Linked DNA regions of Mus musculus: region 1 is linked to region 2. The links are chromatin contacts, called in public HiChIP or PLAC-seq maps. All regions are on one chromosome and are shown on one strand. Each heading gives the region's core, a stretch centred on a gene start, on an enhancer-like site or on the middle of the called end of the contact. The rest is flanking DNA. Distances are from core to core; before and after follow the strand shown. Region 1 overlaps Cfdp1 (craniofacial development protein 1). Region 2 overlaps Wdr59 (WD repeat domain 59).

Region 1 (6,684 bases), core at 3,396-5,895, 380 kb before region 2:
GAGCATCAGATCTCATTAAGGGTGGTTGTGAGCCACCATGTGGTTGCTGGGATTTGAACTCAGGACCTTCGGAAGAGCAGTCAGTGTTCTTACCCAGTGACCATCTCTATAGCCCCGGAACACAACTCTTAAACTTTGTTTAGACTGGGTCTCGGTGTAGCCCAGACTGTTCTGGGAACTTTCTATGTATCCTAAAGTGGATGAAGTTGTGATAATCTATCTGCTCAGCCTCCTAAGTGCTGAGACTATGTGCATAAGCTCCCCCGCCCAGCAACACTTATATTTAATTATTTTATGTGTGTGGGCCTTTTGTCTGGGTGTATGTCTGTGTGCCGTATACACACTTGGTGCCTGAAGGTGTCAGAGCCCCTGGAACTGCAGTCACAGCAGTTCTGAGCCACCGTGCAGGTGCTGGGGATAGAACCCAGGTCCTCTGGATGAACATTCGGAGCTTGTAGCTTCGGAGTCATCTCTCCAATACCAAAGTCACTCATTTGAAAATTTTTCTAAAAACATTTTCTTTTTTGAGGTATCTTTAGAGCAGTGTTGTAAGAACAGGATTACAGTGAATGCCCACATGGTGGACACTCTCACTCAGGTTCATCCATGTTCAGTGTTCTGCCTGTCCTTATGTGAAGGTGTGGGCATGCCTGTCACAGCGTGTGTATGAAGGCCAGAGGACAGCTTGTGACAGTTGCTTCTCTTTCCTCCACGGGGTCCTCAGGAGTCAACTCAGTTTGCCAGGTTTGGCAACCTTTACCTACTGAGCCATCTTGGCAAATCTTGATATAAATGATTCACCTTGACAGTTGGACTGTCCTTTTTAATGCAGTGATTATAATGGCTAAGTGTGAATAATGTGACCTGTCCAACTGATGTCCTGATGCTCATAGTTACTGTACCTCCTGTCTTAAGTCAATAACAGGTGGCTTTTGTTTAACAGATAGTTTGAAGGCCGTATTTTGAGTAGATCTATGTATGATTATGTTACAGCCTTTTAGGCCCCAGTTATCCCATTGATAGTCTTTCTAGTTGTTCTCACGCAATCAGGACCCAGTTCAAGATTAAATAATGCATTTGGTGTTTTCAGGGGGCAGACCATTTGTATTGGAGAATCAATTTAGATTATTGCTTGCCTGGCATGTTTAGTTTCCAATTAATCACCTTAGATTAGAAGTTCTCCGCCTTCCTGATGCCGTGACATTAGGAATATAGCTCCTCATGTTGGTGAGACCCTAACCATTGCTACTTCATAACTAATGTTGCTACTGTTATGAACTGTAACATAAATATTTGATATGCAGGATACCTGGTATGTGACCCTGTGAAAGGGTTGTTGACTCCACCTTCCACCCCCAGGGGTTGTGACCCACAGGTTGAGAACCACTGCATTAAACAAAACTGCGCTGGCAGCACTAGCTATTCAGTATCCCAGCATTAGTGTTGAGCTGAAGAACATGGGCAGCATCTGTCAGAACTCCCCATTGTAAGGCACTCCCGGTAATTAGTCACTTTGAGATCTGTCACATAATTATTGATGATATGAATTAGTAATGGATTTTGCCTTTCAAAAATCATACTACAGCTATCCAATACGGAACTACAGAACATTAACAGAAGACCATCAATGTTTAGCAATGGGTCCCAGAGGCTGTGTTGTGTGCCTTTAATCTTAGCATTTGGATGGCAGAGGCAGGCAGATCTTTGTGAGTTTGAGGCCAGCATGGGGTACAGAGTGAGTTTCAGGACAGCTAGGATTATGCAAAAAACCGTCTCAATAAACCAAAAAAGAAAAAGAAAAGGAATGAAGCAAAACTTTTTTGGACATGGCAGGGCATTTGCACATGAGAAAGCGCAGCAGCTGTGACAGCATGCACACAACCTGCACAGGACCATCCAGTCAGAGTCCCAGTGTGGGAAGTGGGTCACAGAGTTGAACTAACTAAGAAGCTGCTGGCCATTGATGGCTGCTGAGAGAGGCAGGGCCAGTTTTCTTTAAGGATGTGGCCCCTGAAAGACTACCTATGTTTCAGTAGGTTCCCTATACCCGGGCTTACATTAGCAGCACTGAGTGGGCTCTCTGGGTTTTAAGAAAGAAAAAATAAATACACAAGGAAGTTGGGAGTGGATATGATAGAGCGGTGGTAAGAGAGTGTCTAGAAGAGAGGAAGTGGGGATAAACTTAGTCAAATCACATTAAATGCCTATATGAAAATGTAGAGTGTATTAACATACCACAGAAAATACAAGTTAAAAGCCAAGACATTTAGAGGCAGAGTTGAGGACCGGCCAAGTCCATAGAGCAAGTTCCATCTAGGACAACAAGGTGAGACTGTCGCAAAGCCTGTGTTGGCTTAGATCACTTCGCACATGTAGAGATCTACAGGACGGTCTTAATAAAGAACAAAATCAGCTGGATTACTGTTGCTTTGAGAAATCAGTAAATTTCTCATGAAATTATGAATTTCATAAATTTGTTTATAAATGTTAACATTTAACATGTCCCTGATTTTCTTTCTTTCTTTCTTTCTTTCTTTCTTTCTTTCTTTCTTTCTTTCTTTCTTTCTTCTCCTTCTCCTTCTCCTTCTCCTTCTCCTTCTCCTTCTCCTTCTCCTTCTCCTTCTCCTTCTCCTTCTCCTTCTCCTTCTCCTTCTCCTTCTCCTTCTCCTTCTCCTTCTCCTTCTCCTTCTCCTTCTCCTTCTCCTCCTTCTCCTTCTCCTTTCTTCTTCTTCTTCTTTTTTTTGATTTTTCAAGACAGGGTTTCTCTGTGTAGCCCTGGCTGTCCTGGAACTCACTCTGTAGACCAGGCTGGCCTTGAACTCAGAAATCCGCCTGCCTCTGCCTCCCGAGTGCTGGGACTAAAGGTGTGCACCACCACGCCTGGCTTGATTATTTTTCTTTTTTGAGATAGAATCTAATGTAGCCCAGGCTGACACTGAACTGAGTCTGGCCTGTTGCTTCCCAGGTGTAGGGATTACATTCATGTGATACTACTCTTGACTTTTTTGTTTGCTTTTTGAGACAGGGTTTGTCTGTAGCCCTGGCTGTCCTAGAACTCACTCTGTAGATCAGGCTGACCTCACTCAGAGGTCCACCTGCCTCTTTGCCTCCTGAGTCCTGGGATCAAAGGCGTGCTCTCTCTCTCCACTTTTGTAAATATTGAAGTACTCAGGGAGCCTGCATGTGTACAGTTTGTCAGAAGAGGGCAGCACCATCTGTCAAATAAAACAGGATAAAAGCACTTTCTTTTCATTAAGTACACACTCAACACATGCATCTTGTTTATAGTTCTTAGTAAAACATAGTCATTTAAAAACATTATATATTATTGAGATTTGTAACAGAACAAGTGAGTGTCTTCTCAAACTCCTTCCCCATAAAGAATACAAAAGCAGGCTGGAGAGATGGCTCAGCGTTTAAGAGCACTGACTGCTCTTCCAGAGGTCCTGACTTCAATTCCCAGCCACATAGTGGCTCACAGACGTCTGTAATGGGATCCAGTGCCCTTTTCTGGTGTGTCTGAAGACAGCTACAGTGTACTGATATACATAAAATAAATAAATCTTAAAAACAAACAAAGGAACAAACAAGAAGACTAGAAAAGCTTGCTAAGGCCCGTGGTGGCGGTCCACTCCTGTACACGAGCCCTTGGGAAGAGGAAGCAGGCCGATCAAAGCCAACCTGGAGCATGCATGTCTAATTGTTATATACAACCGTTATATTATATGTTACATATGTTATACATAGTATATATATTTAAACCTGTTAATAGTTGCTGTGTTGGCCAGACTTTGTTCATTTGGTTTTTTTGAGACAAGATTTTTTTAGGCTGGCCTCAAACTCAGATCCACCTTCCTCTGTCTCCCAAGCACCAGAAGTAAAGATGTGTGCCACCACTGCCAGGCTATTGGCAAGACTTTTTTTAAAAAAGCACATTATTTAAAATACCATAAAGAACTTTCTTGAAGGATCTTAGGAGATTTGAACTTTGACTACCCAGGCACAAACTTGGTGTTTGTCTTTGAGCATATCTTTTAATTTCTTGACATCTTTGTTTCTTTCCTTTTTTGTCATCACTGCATCTTTAAGAAGTATGAGAGAGCTAATGGGAGAAGTTTCTAAGTGTGAGAATGAGGGAATGTGAGCTTGAAGTTAGTCGTCTAGTTTCTCTGACTTTGTTGTCATGTTTTGTTTGTCTTTCCTCAGCGAGAGCTATGTAATTCTTTCAGCCTTGGGGAAGGGAGGAAGATGACCACTCTTACCCTTTTCTCTGGCACAGCCAGCTGACCCTGTGAGCTCAGATTTTCCTAAATGATTCACCTTTTGGAAAACTTCAGTCATGGGGAAGTTCCATCCAAATAAAGACTTTTCAGGAAGTTGAGTGAGTGAAAATGAAGTTAAAATGGAATTTCTATAGAAAAACAGGTGGATTAATTATTGCTAATAATAGCCTTTTCCTATCAGGAGTCCCTCTCATGCATGAGATGATGATAAGAACCATTCTCTTATTTAAAAGTACTGTGATAGCTAAATCCTTTACTGCTTCCTAAAAGTGAAGTTACTTTCTGGCCCCAGGGGAGGCTGAGCACAGGAGCGGGCCAACTTGGAGCTCTCTTTGAGAGCCTGTCTTGGAAAACAAAATAGCAGAAAGAATGGAGTTGCTCTGGGGATGTGACCAGCAGAGAGCAGTCTGCTGTTTCTTTGTGTCAGCTATCAGGGTCCTTAAGAAGTACCTCAGGCTACACAGTGTTTCCCGGTTGGTGCTGTAGACACTGGCAGGGAGATTAAGAACGGCATTCCCAATTGGTGTGTGTCATGGATTGTCGTGTTGCTTTTGTTGTTGCTGTGTTTCTGGACTCTGAGTTTCTAGTGGCAGAAGCCATATCGTGTTTCTTCATGTGTCCCGTTGCATCTGGAGTGCTTTCCAGAACTTGTTTACCTACGCGTCTATCAGTCTTGAGTCTTGTCAGCCCTGCTATAAAACAAGAGTAACAAAGGCAAACCTAAGTTCATGCTTGCTGCTTTCTTCCCTTTGTTACTTGGGCCACTTGTTGTTCATATCCTGGCATTCTTAAAGTTCAGCTGTGATAGTGACCCTTTGAAATTTGCTGTGTCAGTCAGGTATTGTGTGGCTCTCTGCTGAAGCTCATCCTTCAATTCTAGGCTTTTTATTGTTATATTTTTCCCTTTTCCTGAAGTGTGTATTATTTGAATTTAGACTAGGCTGTACTATAGTTGGGCAACAGCTGTTCCTCAGTAGCAGGCAGTCAAGTGTCTATTCCTTGGTAGTACTATGAACACTATGGGTTGGTTAGCACTTGGCCTTGTCCCTCAGCCCTCTGGCATATACAGCCTGTAAAGGTGGTTTTGCACTTAATTCCTTTAGTTTCAGGATGGGGCTTTATTCATCATGCCTGTCCTCCTTTGGAACTCATTTTCTCTGAATGTACTGGATCCCTCAGGATCAGCAGTGGTGGGACACGGCCCATGTTTTGATGTAAGAAAGGCTTTGTTGTTCCTAATGCAGACTTTGAGCTGGTTGTGGCTGCCTGCCTCCTCTCTTCCACCTTTGATCATTAAATTTAATTAGCCTTTCTAGGGTTCTGTAAAACAAATCAGCTTTCTTGTTGTCATCCATTCCACATGGCTACAAGCTCCAGAGATCAGAGGAAGCCGGTTAGTACTTCCAGACTTGCTGCTCTTTTTTTTGAGTCAGAATCTCATTTGCCTGAGGATGGCCTTGACCTCCTGCACTGCTGCTCACTGTCCTTGTGTGAAGATGTCGCAGGCATGTACTACCATGCCCAGCTGGTGTGTTGCCTTCTCAAAGTTATATGGACGTCTTTCTCTGTTGTTCCTCTACTTATTACTGTTGTGGAGTTGGCCGAATTTATTTGTCACTGTTAGTAGGACTTTTGCAGGAAGGAGACGGTAAAACTGTGTTAGTTCTTCATTAATCTCTCTAGTCTTCTCTACAAGACAAGGACGCCCAAAGGATCTATCCTGAGTCTGGTATTTGAGTTCAGCATTAATCCCAAAGATTTTGATGCAGGTTTACTTTGGGTATTGATTTAGCAGAATAACAGATGACCCTAAAATTTACTAGCTTGCATGAAGCAGCTAGCTGCTCTATTGCAGTTTCTCACGGTTCCAGAGGCCTCTAGGTCCAGCTAGGCAGTTGCTCAGCCTCTCTTGTTCCCTTTAGCCAGTGTTGGGACCATCTTAAACAGCACTTCCTTCTTGTCCTGATGCTTAAGAACTCAGATACCTTTATGCTAGGAGTGGTTCCTCAGAATTCCAGGTCTGTGCCTTTCCATGCGATCTGTGCTGTCTAGTGGATGGAGTTCTAAAGATACATTCTCAGGGAAGAAAGGCTGCAGGCCTGGAGTACAGAGTCACTTTACAGCCACTTGCACAGAACTCTCTTAGGTGACAGTCATAAAACCCCATCCAGTTTGAAGGAATTTGCTTGATGCTCTGGAGGAGCACATGGGACAGGAAATGTGTGACAGCCTGTTTGGAAAATAAACACAATCTGTTGGCAGAATTTTCACTAGCGTTGCTGTGTAGACTCCGGAGAGTTGAATAAGTCGAGTAACTGCTTAGATTTCAGTTTTAATCCTTAGGGATGTAAATGAGCTTCTTGTCAGGATGACAGTGCTGTAGGCAAACCTTCCCAGTATC
Region 2 (6,486 bases), core at 498-2,997:
TTTGTTTTTTTTTTTTGAGACAGGGTTTCTCTGTATAGCCCTGGCTGTCCTGGAACTCACTTTGTAGACCAGGCTGGCCTCGAACTCAGAGATCTGCCTGCCTCTGCTTCCCAAGTGCTGGGATTAAAGCTGTGCCACCACGCCCGGCTGTTGTTTCTTTTTTTAATGTATATGAGTACACTGTTGCAGTTTCAGACACACCAGAAGAGGGCATGGGATCCCATTACAGATGGTTGCGAGCCACCGTGTGGTTGCTGGGAATTGAACTCAGGATTTCTGGAAGAGCAGTCAGTGCTCTTAACTGCTGAGCCATCTCCCCAGCCCCAGTAGATACGTTTTTGCGTTACGTGGTTGACCAGGGAGAAAGAAAATGCATGAGGATGAGAGAGAAGGAAGAAATGACTGATCTGCCAGAGCCTGACAGGGTCCTGAGAGGAGTCGGTATCCTTACCCAGCCAGACTCAGTCTGCTTTTATTAGAACTAATGTCTCCTCTTGCTTTGCCCCTGTCCACCCATTTGCAGAGTTTGGTGTGTACTGCAGTCACTGTCGGAGCGAGGTCCGTGGCACCCAGTGCGCCATCTGCAAAGGCTTCACCTTCCAGTGTGCCATCTGCCATGTGGCCGTGCGGGGTTCATCCAACTTCTGCCTGACCTGTGGGCATGGTGGCCACACGAGCCACATGATGGAGTGGTTTCGGACCCAGGAGGTATGTCCCACGGGGTGTGGCTGCCACTGCCTGCTGGAGAGCACCTTCTGAACTTAAAGGACAGTGGCACTTCCGGAAATCCCAGAGGACTCCATAAGTGCTGGAGAAGGCTCTCTGCTGCTGCTGGTGGAAAGTCCTAGAACCAGGGCCATCCTCGTGATTTAGGATGGAGAGTATCCTCTCACAGACTGTCACAGCATCCGCTCGTGATCCTGTGTGTTCCCTTCTCCTTGGCTGCCGGGCACGGATGGTGCTGGAAGAAGGGAGGGGGACGCACAGAGCTGACCCTCCTGTACTGTCTGTTGAGTCCACAGTGGATGTTTTCATGAGGAAAAGCACCTGTTTCCAGAGCCATCAGAGCTAGCATCAGCCTTCAAGATTCTGTCCTTGAACCAGGAATGGACCCTCCAGATGCCAGTACAAAGGCACACAGCAGCTGCAAAACAGACTCCTGAGCCAGAAGACGCTGGCTCTTAGTGCCATCCACAAGTGAGCTATGGTATCTGTGACTTAGAAGTTGGCACCTTGATGATGGCCTTATAAAATACAATACTAAAGTGTAATATATGATGGACATATATTCAGCATTCTTTTTCTTGGTACAGGGCTGGAACTCAGCGCCTTGCACATACTGGTGAGCAGCCATACCACTGAGTTACATTCCAGCCCCATAAGAAACTTAAGATGTATATGTTTTCTGTTTCTCTTCATCTGCTTTCCTTTAACTAATAGAAGTTTGTACTTGTGTGTGTGTGTGTGTGTGTGTGTGTGTGTGTGTGTGTGTGTGTGTGAGTGAGTGAGTGAGTGAGAGAGAGAGAGAGAGAGAGAGAGAGAGGGAGAGAGAGAGGATGAATAAGGAAAGTGACCGTCTTAGTGACTCATTTTGCATTGTACTTCTGGTTGAAGGGAACTGTTTTGGACCGGACTAGAATTAGTCTCATGACTTGTAAAGGAAATGCCATTTGACTTTGATCATCTGACAGAGGAAACGGAATCTGACATTAAGGTTCTCTCTAGCCGCAAGAGTCTCATAATTATTTCTTCTAGCACAGGGGAAATGAGATTGCATTTCAGCACTGATACCAGAGTCTCTCTCTGCCTCTGGGCAGGCTGGCTGGGCTCCAGGGGTACTTTTTACTTGAACTCCCTTGCAAACTCATCATGATTTTCAGGGGTTTCACTTGTCTATACCAGGGAAGAGAGTTTAAAAAAAAAAACAAGACCCACTATACTGAAATCTCTCTCTCTTAGAAATTTAAATTCCTTGGGCCTGTCATAAGGCTCAGTGGGCAGAGGTGCCTGCCACTAAGCTTACTAACCTCAGTTTTCTCCCTCGCATGAGCCACCATAGAAGAACTGACTCCTAAGAGTTGTCCTCTGACTTCCACATGTGTGCTTTGATATGTGAATGTACACACACACATACAAAAAATGTAATTTAACAATTTTATGATTCCAAACTAATTAACCGGAGACACATAAGTAATTTGTGTCATTGGATTATGGTTGCACGTGTTTGTAGTCCCTTCACTCACGGGGCTGAGGTAAGAGGGTTTCAAGTTTGAGACCATCCTGGGCTACACAGTGAGGTGATGGCCAGCCTCACTTATATATGAAGACACTTACAAGCAAACGTCATAAAGAAGATCTGGAGAGATCGCTTAGTAATCAAATGCTTGGCTAGCATACAGGAGGTGATGTGTTTGATCCTCAGCAACACACACACTGACACTCAAACTAAAACAAAACAAAATACTACATGTTCCATAATAGGTAAGTGTTGTATATCACTTTGTTTGAAACTATGATTTAAGACTCATGAATGGATTAGGAAATCAGTCTCGTAGATAAAAACCAACACTTTCTATTTTCAAGGATTACTTTGTGTGTGTAAATCTCTGTGTCTTCAAGTGTATGTTGTGTGGGACAGAAGAGGCCATCTGGTTCCTTGGTGCTAGGATTATCAGTCTTTTCAGGACACCTTGTGTCATGTGTGTTCAGGGATCCTAACTTGGATCTTCATGATTGCAAAGTCAGAACTGTTTTGTCTCCAGCCCCCAAACTGTCATATAAAGAAAGTAAAATAATGTGGGTGAGAGACAATCGTGTACTAACACAGTCTGATGTCCTTTGTTTACTAGTGCGTGCGCACACACACACACACACACACACACACACACACACACGTACTTATATCTCATGGTGGCAGGTGGGCCTCACCTCTCCCCTGTATTACTAATTGGTCATGAGACTCCGTGGCATAAGCTTGATCTTGAACTATGTGCCAGGTTTGGTACCAGTGCCTCAGCAGCACGTGTAGTCCGGTGTGCTGGGATGGGGGAGGAAGGGCCGCAGGTATCTGAGTGTATTACACTGTACTCCTCCAGCCTCGTTTGTGTCGACACTGCCGTGATGCTGGTCCCACAACAGGCGGACTGATGTGCACAGACACAGATCTGTTGGGTCCTCTGTGAGTTCACACCATTTACAGAGAGCGGTCTCTTCCTCTACCCCACCGTGAAGCTAATGGAAGCCCTGTCCCTGTTTAGAATGACATAGTTTTCTTGTGTGGATTATTTCTGTAAGAACATTGTCTTCCAAAACAAAAAAACCTTCTTAGTGACTATGAAGTCATTTCAAGTTTAACATGTTTCATAGGGGGCTGGAGAGATGGTTCAGTGATTAAGAGCACTGGCCGCTCTTCCAGATGCAAGTCCCAGTAACCATAAGCCAGGCCACAGACGTTTGTAACTCCCATTCCGGGGATCAGATGCCTTTCTCTGGCCTCTGTCAGCACCAGACATGCACATGCTATGTAGACATGCTGGCAAAACACTCTTTATGCATAAAATAAAAACAAGACACTATGTAACATCTCTCAATAGGTCAGTTCTGTTTGCATTTCCAAGTTACCAGGACAAAAACTTAGTATTTGTGAGAAATATCCCTGTTTGGAAACACAGTGGTCTGGATGCTGGTGGGGTCAGCAGCCTCTCTACCATAGCTAAGTCCTCTTGGTTTGGTTTACTGTGCTCGTCTGAGGTAGGGCACCGTTGTGTTTCCCAGCTGACCTTGAACTTGAGACCTCTGACTGCCAGAGTGCTGGGATTCCACCACACCTGGGCTTTATTTGCTCTTTAAAATATTATAACCTGTGTCCTAAACACCTTTGAATTTGCCAGGGAGAACACTAGGCATGGGCATGGTGGCACACGCCTCTAATCCGCATTTGGGAGGCAGAGGCAGGAGGATCTCTGAGTTTGAGGCCAGCCTGGTCTACAAAGCGAGTTCCAGGACAGCCAGGGCTGTTCTTACACAAAGAAGAAACCTATCCTGAAAAACCAAATCCAACCAAACAAACAAAAACTTTTTGCCATGGGAAAGCAGTGCTAGCTGTCCAGGGTACCAGGGGCTCTTTAGCCCCCTGCCAAGCAGAATGGGCCATGCGTTCTAGGTGACCACCAGCTTGCATTTGTCCTCCCACCTCAAGCTGCTCAGACCACAGGACTTAACACTTTCCTCATGGACACTATGGAGAGTCCATTATGCTTAATTTTAATAAGTTTTTCTACTCTATAGATGCATACAATCTGCATTTGCTGATCCACAGTGGGCATGGCAGCCCTTCCCAGTGCTGCTTTGAAGGGCTAGTAGAATCGAGGGGAGGGATCTAGGGTTTTTGTTTTGTTTTGGGGATTTAATGCAGCAGGAGCTAAGGAGACAACAGCCTTTCATTCTGCCAGAAAAATGGATGTGGTGTGGACACCCATAGGTGAGGGCTTAGGAAAATCATCCAAGCAACAGAATAAATTTTGAATTAGTTCTGTTAGCCATGGAACAGAAGTTTAGGAAATAGGGTTCTAGATCACAGGCCCACTACTTGGTGCTCACTCCTCTCATTCCATCTTCAGAGCCAGCAGCAGCAGGTGTTACACACACTCAAAGGATAAAACATTGTTTGCCTCGTGCTCAGACTCTAGCGTTCTTGTAAGAATCAGAAGCGAACCTATTCTGTTGGTAGTCCATGTACTGGCAAGTCTGTGTTGACACATTATTAAGTTGTTTCCTTTTGAAATCTCAGAAGGCCTAGTTTATTTAGCATGTGTTTAATGTGAGGTGAGCACTGTGACAGAGGTGGATTTAGGAGGAAATGTGGTTATGTCTCTACCTGTGCTCTGGCATCTGTGGGGGAAAAAAAGGAATAACAGAGTTGAGGACATGGAATGTTTCAGGATATTTGATCACACTGTGCACTCTGAGCCTTTTACTGACAAACCCTGTTCCTGGTTGTGGTGTGGCTCAGCCCTTAGCACACACCTTTAATCTCAAACAATGAAGATAAAGTTGGTTTGTAGGAGGAAGCAGCCATGCTTGAAAGTGATGTCTAATTGAGTGGCAGACAAAGTGACCAATCAGAGAAAGATGTGACAAATAGGATCTGCCTAACTTTCACAGGAAGAGGGGAAAGGGAAGCTATTTGAGGGGCAGTGCAGAGAGAGAGGGGGGGGGCATATTTACTGGGACAGTTGAACAGAGACAGGTTGTAAAGAACAAGCTAGACACAGGTGAAGACAGAGCGAGCCAGAGAAGGAGAAGGAGCCAGATTAGAACATACTGCCAAAGTTAGTCTGAGGCCAAGCAGAGAGCAATTCAGGAGAGGCCCAGAGAGAAGCCAGACTGAATTCATCACCTTGGAGAGGTGTTTGAGCCAGATCAGCTGAGTTGAACCAGCCAACCAGAGCTCAGAGAGAACTAGGAAGGGGTGAACTTATTCAGCAGCCAGCCTCGGCAGCTGAAAACATTCTAGGCTTTGATTAGATTGTACGGAGGCTAGAAGCTTTCAGGACTGGGCCTAGGTTAGCAGACGGTGGAGGCAGTGAACCTCAGAGGTGACAATTACTTCAAGAGAATAAAAGTTACATTTACAAGGGCATCCAGGGCTGTGTATGTGCGTGTGCGCGTGCGCGCGCGCGCGTATGTGTGTGTGCGTGTGCGTGTGTGTGTGTGTGTCAGTATGGCTGAACTGCTTTGAAGGATGAGTGTTTTCAGTGGGAAAGAGTAGGCGAGCACGTGAAGGGCTTAGCCAAGGACAGGGAGAAGGACATCACTGAAGGCACCTGCAGTCTCGCTTATCAGCACAACACAGGCTGGAGCTGATAAACAGGGCTGGAGAGGTGCAAGAACCAGAGCGCTGTGCCAGGGAGGCTGGGCTTTATCTGTAGCCTGGAGTCTCGAGCTTTACGCTGCTAGGCTTTGCCCTTCTCCCTACCCACTTGGCCTTCAGGCTTGGGACTCTGCAGCCCACCTGCCTGTGCAGAGTGGTGCGAGTATCCAGTATCTGTTGCTTCATCCTTTCCATGCCCAGGACGAGCAGGTAGCTAATGCCCATTTGGACTCCTGACATAGTACACATCGCATCCTAGGTGCAGGCTTTGTACCCCATACAGTGAGACATTCTCCAGCGAATGCCAAGCAGGCACCCTTGGTTTTCTTTTAGCGTCTAAAGATACAGGTCTTTGTCTCACAAGACCACTCCACTTCAGATGCCTAACTAGAGTCTTTAGGTGTGATGCTCTTCTGTCTCCTTGGTCCGATAAGTAAGGCCAGGGTCTGGGGATGCAGTTCTGTTTATCTCGCATGCATGGAGCCCTGGGGTTGGTTCCCCAGCATCCCTGAAAACAGCTAGTCATGGAAACCTCTGATCTTAGCGCTTAGGAAACACAGGCGAGGATCTGGATCCCAAGATCATCCTGGTCAACAGAGAATTTGCGGCCAGCC

What was found. HiChIP or PLAC-seq counts read pairs in DNA pulled down with a chosen protein or histone mark.
Region 1: an H3K27ac HiChIP or PLAC-seq map of heart atrium shows a contact between it and region 2, with 5 times the contacts expected there. The contact joins two enhancer-like sites. A contact is called at or near these places in 8 of 39 promoter capture datasets (3T3-L1-derived adipocytes, HPC-7-derived erythroid cells, embryonic stem cells and 4 more), 5 of 484 Hi-C or Micro-C datasets (LSK cells, cortical neurons, double positive thymocytes and 2 more) and 1 of 115 datasets of contacts at active chromatin or transcription factors (heart atrium).

Annotation. Positions count from the first base shown.
Region 1 is chr8:111,832,247-111,838,930 of GRCm38.p6, reverse strand. The region is part of intron 4 of Cfdp1 (craniofacial development protein 1); the gene reads left to right. Among named protein-coding and RNA genes, the nearest start is that of Cfdp1, 19 kb to the left of the region's middle. Within about 2 kb of position 4,645, at least 23 of the 459 cell types and tissues checked have an H3K27ac peak or open chromatin away from gene starts, as enhancers often do. A contact at or near this core is called in heart atrium, where this site is marked.
Region 2 is chr8:111,445,117-111,451,602 of GRCm38.p6, reverse strand. It overlaps Wdr59 (WD repeat domain 59), which reads left to right. Exons shown (of 26, transcript NM_001170742.1): 26 at 524-2,819. The coding sequence ends at 759. Among named protein-coding and RNA genes, the nearest start is that of Gm24793, 30 kb to the right of the region's middle. Within about 2 kb of position 1,747, at least 80 of the 459 cell types and tissues checked have an H3K27ac peak or open chromatin away from gene starts, as enhancers often do. A contact at or near this core is called in heart atrium, where this site is marked.